Linked DNA regions of Mus musculus: all the other regions are linked to region 2. Evidence: chromatin contacts called from public Hi-C and HiChIP or PLAC-seq data. All regions are on one chromosome and are shown on one strand. Each heading gives the region's core, a stretch centred on a gene start, on an enhancer-like site or on the middle of the called end of the contact. The rest is flanking DNA. Distances are from core to core; before and after follow the strand shown.

The links. Hi-C and Micro-C count contacts between places; a contact is called where the count stands out from the background. HiChIP or PLAC-seq counts read pairs in DNA pulled down with a chosen protein or histone mark.
Region 1: an H3K27ac HiChIP or PLAC-seq map of thymic regulatory T cells shows a contact between it and region 2, with 8 times the contacts expected there. The contact joins the enhancer-like site here to the promoter of Dock2 in region 2. A contact is called at or near these places in 4 of 39 promoter capture datasets (the 3T3-L1 cell line, embryonic stem cells, hippocampal neurons and 1 more), 1 of 15 datasets of contacts at CTCF or cohesin (CD8 T cells), 5 of 484 Hi-C or Micro-C datasets (the Ba/F3 cell line, CD4 T cells, CD8 T cells and 2 more), 6 of 115 datasets of contacts at active chromatin or transcription factors (double positive thymocytes, embryonic stem cells, large pre-B cells and 2 more) and 1 of 9 other capture datasets (embryonic stem cells).
Region 3: a contact with region 2 is called in a Hi-C map of Th1 cells, with 5 times the contacts expected there. The contact joins the enhancer-like site here to the promoter of Dock2 in region 2. A contact is called at or near these places in 3 of 39 promoter capture datasets (embryonic stem cells, hippocampal neurons and pre-B cells), 2 of 484 Hi-C or Micro-C datasets (Th1 cells and natural killer cells), 10 of 115 datasets of contacts at active chromatin or transcription factors (CD8 T cells, Th17 cells, bone marrow-derived dendritic cells and 6 more) and 1 of 9 other capture datasets (adipose tissue).

Annotation. Positions count from the first base shown.
Region 1 is chr11:33,937,891-33,940,994 of GRCm38.p6, forward strand. It overlaps Gm36395 (a long non-coding RNA gene), which reads left to right. Exons shown (of 2, transcript XR_381158.3): 2 at 1-65. It also overlaps a transcript of Kcnip1 not described here. Among named protein-coding and RNA genes, the nearest start is that of Gm36395, 7.3 kb to the left of the region's middle. Within about 2 kb of position 1,836, at least 83 of the 459 cell types and tissues checked have an H3K27ac peak or open chromatin away from gene starts, as enhancers often do. A contact at or near this core is called in the Ba/F3 cell line, CD8 T cells, LSK cells and 4 more, where this site is marked.
Region 2 is chr11:34,782,652-34,785,685 of GRCm38.p6, forward strand. It overlaps Dock2 (dedicator of cyto-kinesis 2), which reads right to left and starts at 1,254. Exons shown (of 52, transcript NM_033374.3): 1 at 1,130-1,254. The coding sequence starts at 1,172.
Region 3 is chr11:34,030,143-34,033,319 of GRCm38.p6, forward strand. The region is part of intron 4 of 4930469K13Rik (RIKEN cDNA 4930469K13 gene); the gene reads right to left. Among named protein-coding and RNA genes, the nearest start is that of Lcp2, 15 kb to the right of the region's middle. Within about 2 kb of position 1,474, at least 117 of the 459 cell types and tissues checked have an H3K27ac peak or open chromatin away from gene starts, as enhancers often do. A contact at or near this core is called in CD8 T cells, Th1 cells, Th17 cells and 6 more, where this site is marked.

The DNA of each region.
Region 1 (3,104 bases), core at 586-3,085, 840 kb before region 2:
GCTGGTGGCCTCCGGAGCTTAGGTGTTCCAGTAATGAGCCATTACAGGGCATGTAGACTGCTGCCCGTCTGGACTGTACCTCGCCTTCTTTTTATCACCCACACAGAGACCCAGAACCCACAGAATCTTTCCACTTCTTTTATCTTGCCCTTTTTCTTCGATTTTCAGTGGAGACCCTTTGACAAGGGTTGCAGGGACAGGAAGGCATTGTGCAAAACCAGAAGGCATTTAAAATATTTTTTGTTTCCAAAAAAGCCAACCAAATAGAATGAAACAAAACTATCTGCAATGCCGGGCAGTGGTGGCTAACGCCTTTCATCCCAACATTCGGGAGGCAGAGGCAGGTGGATTTCTGAGTTTGAGGCCAGCCTGGTCTACAAAGTGAGTTCCAGGACAGCCAGGGCTACACAGAGAAACCCTGTCTTGAAAACCAAAAACAAAACAAAACAAAACAAAAACAAAAAACAAAAAACAAAACAACTATCTGAAAAATTTTCCCTATAATGCTCTCTGCAGGCCGAGAGGGAAAGAAGGCCTTCACTGGGTGGGCAACCACTTGCTTTTTGTCTGGCTGCTATGAAGGGTGTATGTGTGTGTTGGGGGGTGGGGGGGAGAGAGTGACTTCAGAACATTAATGTGGTTCTGACAGGTGTTTTCTACCTGTTCTGTGTGGGTTGCTGAATAAGTCTGTTTATACTCTCAAAAATCCAGGCTACTTGACTCCTGGGGAATTATTTGACAAAGAGCATATACTCAGTAGGTGTTTGGAGGGGGAAGGGGGAGGGAAGCAGATTACAGGCTAAATTGTAGAGATTCCCTAAGGGTTAATAAACAGCTCCTACACCACACAGCCCTGCTCTAAGCCAGGCCTCAGGGGTAGGGAACTTCCATAAGCCACTCACAGCCCTTTCTCCAGCCTTCCTTCATAAGCTCTGCCCTTCCCCCTCTCCACTCTTCCTCTGGTTGATGGCCTCTGCTGGGATTTCAAGTTGACTTCATTTAACCAGGTAACATCAGCAGCTGCTGGTGCCCTTTTGTTCTTTAGAGTATCTGCTCTGTCCGTAGTCGGTCCCTGGGTTTATGTGCAGTCAGAAGCGCTTTCTCTTCCTGTACCACGGAGGAGGATAAGATCTGTGGCGCAGCAGCTCAGCAAATGAGGCAGCTTGCCTGAAGCCACACAGCTGAGCTGCTTTGTGAGTCAAGCATACGCTTGCTGGGAGGGCCAGCTCCTTAACTAGACATCACTGTGAAGAAAGTCACTGTCACCTCCCTGCTGAAGATGACGCTGGGTTTTGAGCAACAGTGTAATCTTCACCCTTAAGTCTGCAGTGGCATGGCAGGAGCCTCTCTGCAGCAGCAGGATGCAGGTAGAGTGACTCTGTGAGCTTCGCTCTGCCCTCAGGAAGCGTTGTGGTCTAGGTGGAGATGTGAGGTATAGGCCATTGTAAATTCAGGGATGCCCAGGTGGATTCTGATTCATGTTCTGTAAGTTACCAATAGTATCAGGCAGAGCTTTTTAAAATGGATTTCAAAGAAGCCCGCCTCCCTAGGGTGTTGACTTCTTTGTTAAAAATTCATTGGTCACATCCTGGAGTAACCCTCAGCTAAGTGGTCAGTTTTGCTTCCTTACTACACCATTTGCCAGGGTCTTGAGTCCTCTCCTTGAAAATCTCCAGGCTACCTTTCCTTAGTCATGAGAAGCCATTGATTATGAGATAAGCCATGTATCTACTGACGACTTCCCCAGGAAATACACATGTCAGACTTGGTATGTAGTCATGCTCGCTCACACGAGGTTATTTGATGAGCTGATAGATCACACCATCTACTGGCCAATAGCTACTGTAGCTTGGTACATGCCATGTGTTAAGTGAGGAAGAAACTGACCAGGCAAGACAGTGCAGAGGTTCCTCCATCTTGTGTTCTTGCTGAGGCCATTCCCAGTTTAACTAAAATCTGACTTCCTTGATGAAGAATCCCATAGAAAATTACCCAACTCTGTTCTAGGAACTGAGTTCCTAGCCAGCTTATCTTAACTTTTGTTAAAAAACTGCCTGTTTGTGCAGAACCTCCTCCAGCTAACCACTTATCTTAGCATCTGCTAACACTGCTTGCTTTGAACTTCTTCCTCTGTGAAGTCCCCACTCCACCCCACCCCACCCCACCCCACCCCACTCCCGCTTCTATCCTCCCTCTGCAGCTGCTGAACAAGATGCCAGAATGAGGGTTTTGCCTTAAAAAACCCCTTGGTTTGGATGCTCTCAGACCATACCTCAGCCCCTGAACACGTGGGCGTGGTCCCAGTCTTCTGGAATAAAGGCTTAATTGGCTACACATTGTGTCTGAGTGGTCATCTCTAGTGAGCTTCCTGTAACAGTTTAGAAGTCCCACTGGGATCCCAGACTGAATCCAGACATGTAGAGGCCTCTTGACCCCCACGAGTTGGGAAAAGTGCACAGGCAATGAGGACTCTTAGAGGACACCCATCCTGAGACTTTCTAGGGCCCCATGAAAATCCTTTCTGACAAAAGGCTGCCGAATGTTCCAGTGGCACCTGGATGCAGCCTCTCACAAGAGCAAATTGGATGTCATTTGTTCTGAACACCTCCAGAGGTAAGTTTGGTCTGCAGAACTTGCCTGATCAGCCTGTGTGTCCAGGCTCTGTGTGGTTTGTTGAATGAATGAATGTTTGGTGACCACCTGTGATTTGTCTGTTTGCTGTTGACTGGATCTGCATGGTCTTTGTCTCTTTAAGTCAGTCTGTCACTTGCTCTTGTGATGGGAGGGAAAGCAAGTTCAGGTGTGTGCGGACATGTTCAGAAGGGCTCCGGAATGGGGTGACTCTGGTATTTGTTTCTTCCTAGGAAAACTCTGCAGTCTGTAAATGTGAGTGGGTCCTTTCTAAGCTAAGGTGGCTATCTTAAGGATCTTTGGATCTCCAGGCAATCAGGGCAGTCTGGAACATTATGACAGGCTTTCCTGGCCATCCTGATCAGTTCCCTCATGCGGATCACTGGCTTACCCTTGTTCTCAGTCTATCTTCATGGTTGAAAACCTGTTCTCTTTCTTTAGGAGTCAGGGTGTTCTTGGTCTGGCCAGAACAC
Region 2 (3,034 bases), core at 4-2,503:
CTCACAGCAGATTTAAGAGCCCTTCCTTTCTGAGCGTGCTTCTCCAGGCCAGCTAATTTGCCCTAAGACACAAGGTTGCCCCGCCCACATCCCCTGCCCTTTTCACAGTCCTTCTGTTCCTGTATAAATTGCTAGTGGGGATACCCCAGGTGGAAAGGCCGGAGTTGGAGAAGTTTTGAACTTTTAAAGGAGCCTTTATTGAGTCAAATTCAAACTTCCCATTTTATGGATGGAGAACCTGAGACCCCTTGCAGATATGACTTGTCAGTTCTCTGCTGGGGACTTTTCATCTCAAAGTGCCTCACAGTGCCAAATGCTTGCCTGTAGAGGATGGATAGATCTGAGAACCCCCAAAGTAGCCACTCTCAAACTGTGGCTCATGAATACACACACACACCCTGCATCTATCACTCCCACCTCTGAGCTGCCTCAGGCCCGGCCTGTTGAAGCATCCTCTCTTGGGGAGATCTGCGATCTGGCAGTATGGAAATCCCCCAGTCAACCTTTAAATTCTCACTTAGAGTTGGCAGGATTGCATCACTGGTGCCACTTAGAGTCACATTACCTGACACCTCCCTTCCCCCAGCCACCACTTCCGCCCCCAGTTTGAAGCAGAGGCTTCTGGGAGCTTAGATGGCTGAAGCTGATGAGGCTGTTTTCTCCGATAATTTGACAGGACTCACTCTCTCAAAAGCTCTAATGAAAGACCCCATTGGCTTTGTCCCGGCCCCAAACTGGATACCTGGGATATTAGAGCAGTTAGATCAGAGTCACCTGACCGAGAGCAAACCAGCAAACGAGATGGACAGAGCCATGGTGGCTTGAAGACTGGCTAATGGAGAGTGCTCTGTGCAAAGCAAAGTCTGGTACACAGAGCTGCGGGGCCACCTCATCTTAAGGATGTGTGAGCAAGCACTTGGGAGAGGCTGAAGGCAAGAATATACTTTCTCTGCCTTCATTTTCTCCTTCAACCCGGCGACTGCAGCAGAGAGAAAGCACTGCGTTCCAGACCATAAGTTAGCATGGCCCGCCCTGCCCTCACCCATCCTGCAGGTCCCATCACATCTGCCTCCAGCCACCTGCCCTCTGCCGCAGCGCAGACCCAGTGCCCACACTTGCCCACACCTACCCACTCCGTGACGCTCCTTGTCAGTTTTGCGCCAGGGGGCCATGGCAAGACCGGAGCCTTGAGAGCCTCCTGTTCTCTAGTGAAGAAGCTGGCTGGGGTGGTTAGGCGCCTTGCAGGGCCCCACTTCCTTCCTCTTTTTAAACTCTCTCTCTCTCAAGGTCCGCCTTCCCCTCCTCTGGGTCCCCACTCCCTCCTCCCCCTTCTTCTCCAGCAGGGGCACACACAGCCAAGGGCTAGAAGATTGCCTTCAAAATTTGGAGACCACCCTCATTTGTCTCTTCCGGAGGAAAGTGGCTACAAGGCATACAGGTACTTAAAGCCAACCCAGACCGCGAGGGTAGAGTTTCCCTGACTTCTGAACCCTGTTAGTGACTAAGCATGAGCTTTGGGGGCTGATCTTCATTTCTCGGTGTTTCGGGTTCTTCATCAGGAAGATGGGGTAAGATTGCCCCTTCACCTGCTTTTCCTGAGGATTAGAGAAGAACCTGTACTCAGTGAGTGACACGCTAGAGATGGGGTCACTTTAGTTAGCATCCTTTCTGTGCCATGAACCCAACTGGGAATCCGATGCCAGCCCAGAAGCCTCCCTCTAACACTACTCAGGCACACCAGCAGGTCTGGGCACCTTCACCACCAGCAAGCGTGGGCAGGGCAAGAGACAGCCAGGGTGAATTAGACAGACATTTCCCCACAAACCTGAAGTTTGCTCTTGGAATAGATTCAATTGAAGAGGAAAATATCTCTCAGGGCTACCATCACAATGATCTAAGTCTCCTTGAATTTTCTTTCTTTATTACCATTTCCCATAACCTCTTTCTGCCCTACCCCAGACACATTAGGAAAGACCAGGCAAAATCACTACTGACAGTTTTCACAAAATACCAATTTTCTTTCATTTTAATTTATTGGCTTTTCAGTTTCTGACAGCACAAGTTGGGTGCATCTGTTAGATTACTTTTCCCTAGGAACACATGAAACCCTCTACCCACCACAGATAGGGCTCTAATGACAGACCTTAGCAATGACTCCTCTCAAGTCTAGGTTGGGAAATCAAAGAGTTCGTTGAATTTGCTTCTAGGAACACAACTGAGGGGTTACTTAAAGGAGCATAGGTGAACCCCAAAACAGCTACATCACTAAAATGTCTCACCCCACATTGGATGAGAACTTCCCCATAGCTGCATAGGTATAGTCTCCTCTTTCATTAATCCATCACACACTCTGTCACCTCTCAGACCATGTGACTATGTATGCCTGAGACAAAGTTACATGCAGCTGCCAGAGACACTCAGAAAGGACTGGCTGAAATCCCAGAAGGGGTTCTAATGACTCCCCCACTCTCCCTTGGCAACAGGCCAAATCTTGGGGAATCTCTTGGGAATAGTCACAAGTGTTCTAGTGGCCCTTGTAAGAGCTAGAAGATTTGGAAGACAGCACAGCACAGCAGCAGCAGCCACAGTAAGCAGCTATATCACAGCTTTGTGGAAAGATCAAAGCCAGGAGAATGTGTGTATGCATTTAATATTCATTACTTAGTAACATTTTTTGTTGTTGTGACAAAACACTGACCATGACCAAGGCAACTTACAAAGAAAGCATTTAATTTAGGGCTTACAGTTCAAGAGCGTGGTACCATCCATGATCATCTTGGCAGGGACCATGAGAGCAGGCAGGAAGACATAGGGCTGGAGCAGTAGTAGAACACTTATATCTGATCCACAAGCATGAGGCAGAGAGTTACCTGAGAACAGCATGTGATGTGTTTATAAAAAGATAAAGAGGTATAAGTCATGTTCTATGGGGCTGTGGTAAGGTATGGGGAAAGGGGTGTCTCGGCAGGCCCATGCTGAGACACCCCTTTCCCTTGAGGGAAGGCACAGTATAGTATAGACTAGACTTTATTTA
Region 3 (3,177 bases), core at 224-2,723, 750 kb before region 2:
ATCTGCTCAGCCTCTGACTCTCAGTCCCTCATACTGTGATCTGCTCAGCCTCTGACTCTCAGTCCCTCTCATACTGTGATCTGCTCAGCCTCTGACTCTCAGTCCCTCATACTGTGATCTGCTCAGCCTCTGACTCTCAGTCCCTCTCATACTGTGATCTGCTCAGCCTCTGACTCTCAGTCCCTCTCATACTGTGATCTGCTCAGCCTCTGACTCTCAGTCCCTCATACTGTGATCTGCTCAGCCTCTGACTCTCAGTCCCTCTCATACTGTGATCTGCTCAGCCTCTGACTCCCAGTCCCTCATACTGTGATCTGCTCAGCCTCTGACTCTCAGTCCCTCTCATACTGTGATCTGCTCAGCCTCTGACTCTCAGTCCCTCTCATACTGTGATCTGCTCAGCCTCTGACTCTCAGTCCCTCATACTGTGATCTGCTCAGCCTCTGACTCTCAGCTGCTTTTGAGTTCTGCAGGCTCACGAGTTGTCCTTTGCCCAAATGAATGCTGCTACCGCTGTCTAAAGTTGTTCACTGTTAGAGAACTGCGTGAAAAGTGCTATCTCATTTGAGAAGTGAGAAAGGCTGAGGCTGGAGAGATGGATCAGCAGTTCAAAGTCCTTGCTGCTCTTCCAAAGAACCCAAGCTTGGTTCTCATCAGCCATGCCAGGGGCTCACAGCCACCTGTCACTCAAATTCCAAGGAATCAGGTACCCTCTTATGACCTACACAGGCATCTTTATAGATAGCAGTGCATGCCACACACACACACACACACACACACACACACACACACATCTTTTAAAATAGTGAGAAATTTTTCTTTTATGAAGTGAAATGGCAGCGTTTTTATTATTGTTCTGATTTTTTTCCACCTCTGTACTTTAATGTTTCCATAATGGTTATGTTTTACTTCTGCATACAAAAACAAAACAAAACAAAAAACAAAACAAAACGAAAAACACACAAAAAAACATAATGTTGTGCAAATGAAATAAGTCACAGACAGCTAGAAGGGATATGACTGGTGAATATATGCAAGGCCAGCTTCCTCTATTGACCCCCTCTATCTTCCTCCCATACCTTCCGACCCATTTCAATGCTGTAGAAAAGGGACAAGGACACACTACATTCTAAACAGGTATCTCAGAGGTTTCCCGGAAGTGCAGAAATCCCTGTGCCACTTGCTGTGTTATGCAGAGGGAGCTTAGTCTCTCAGTCTCTGAGTACTTGAAGGGTGTTCTTAACTCATCTGGTGTACTTCTGACCCTCTAACCCTTACTGAACCCATAAATCCCCCACGGGGTCAAGCTGTTTAGAAGAAAGAAAGAGGAAGTTGAAGAGCCATCATATCTGGAAAGATCCCTATATGCTGAGAAGTTGAAAGAGGAAGTGAACTTTCCCAGAGTCCTTGGCAGGAGGGCTGCAGCCTATGAGCGCTATCAGATCAGCCTCGGAACCAACGAGCAGAGCTAACCAACTTTTCAATCAGGCGGGGAGGAGGGGTGAGTAGACAGGGAGGATGTAGGTCAAAGGCTATGGGCAGAGGTGGTGGAAGGCACCCCACAGCACTGAAACAGCAGAGAAAGACAAGTAACTTCTTGGCAGAGTTTACAGGCATGCAGCAGCAGCAGGTAGCCATGACTGGTGTCTCTGCCCTGATTACAAAAAGCCTCCTTGGTCTTGTGTGGGGGCAGAAGACAAACTTGTTAGGGCGCTCAGCCAGTTACAGTGGGAAAGGGGGCAAAAGTGGAAAAGTGGCTAGCTCCGGAGACTTATAATGCTTGCGGGAGTCTCCAGGCAAAGCCACGCCCCCCTCCCTTTCCCGATGCCCTATCTTACTCCCCAGACCCAACCTTCCAGGGAGAGTTTTCACCCAGCTATATATGGTACCCGTCAGCAGGAGGAAACACGTCCCGATCATCCAATCCTCCAAGAAGCCCCCATTGTGCTTGCATTGGCACAGTGGCCAGTTTTCTTCGGCATAGCTTGATGGTTACAGCTACCTTGTGCTCATCTCTCTCTTTGCTTGAGTGGGAAGCTAATTTCTCTGAGGGTGGAACCTTGTCGGCCTGTTCATTGCCATAACCTAAGTGCTTAGGAAAATGCCTTATAATACAGTGTGATTCAACTGAAAACTTGCCAAACGAACAGACAAGCAAACAAGGAGTGTACACAGGGTAAAGAAAAGCTCAGAGTTAGATTCAGACGCTAGGGCTGAGCCCAACTTCATGTCTAACCCTCAGCGGCTACCACAGAGTCAGCGTTCTGACTGTGATGGGGATATGCAGCACTGTGGGGTTGCAAAATGCCCAGAGTGCATCCGACATTCTAAAGGGTTCTTAATTGTTCTGTTATTCAGGAAAGGGAGGCTTTTGCTGTGGGATGGAGTGAGAGACCAGGTTGGACAGCAAGCAGGGGAGGCATGCCCCGTTTCTCAGGAAGGGGGGAAGAGTAGGACGGTCAAGTTTAAGGACCCCTCTATCACCACACAGATGGGAAGCAAAGCCCGGAGCTATGCTTAGATGGGATCCCAAGTTTCATGTATGAAGAACATAATCCTCAAACCACATGCTAGTGTTATTGGAGAAGTGAGAGCCTTTGGGAGAGATAGGGTCTTGAATGGCCTGTGGCCTAATGAATTCACGAGTTGCTGCAGGAATTCCTCAGTTGTAAAAGCCCCTCTACCTCTCCATTTGGCTTTACAAAGAGAGGTCCTTTGCATGTTTTCATGCAGCAAGAGGTCACTATCAGATACCAGTGCCACCATGAATTCTTTATAAACCACCCATTAATGGAAAATGGACTATAGTGCCCTGTTATGGGGTCTCTCTGCTCATGAAGACAGATTTGATGTTTCTGCTATCAGTCCCTGCATAGGTACCAGAACAAACTGCACGCCCACCACCAGAGCTCAGCAGCACCCATAGCTGAGCAAGGATGATGACCTAGTTGACTTTCCACATTCTATATCCCGCATCACCTTCCTGTCTGGAGTCAGTCTTTGCATCTCACCACACAGACTGCTGGAGGAGAAAAACCAGGTTAGGCATCCTAGCATCTTTTCCTGGACCTGATGCAGTGACTCTTCAGACCCCCCAATTGGTCAGGTTTGCAGAAAAAGAGAAAGTTCAGCCAAACAGGACAGCACATTCTGGGTAGAAGGAGGAGGGCAGGAAAG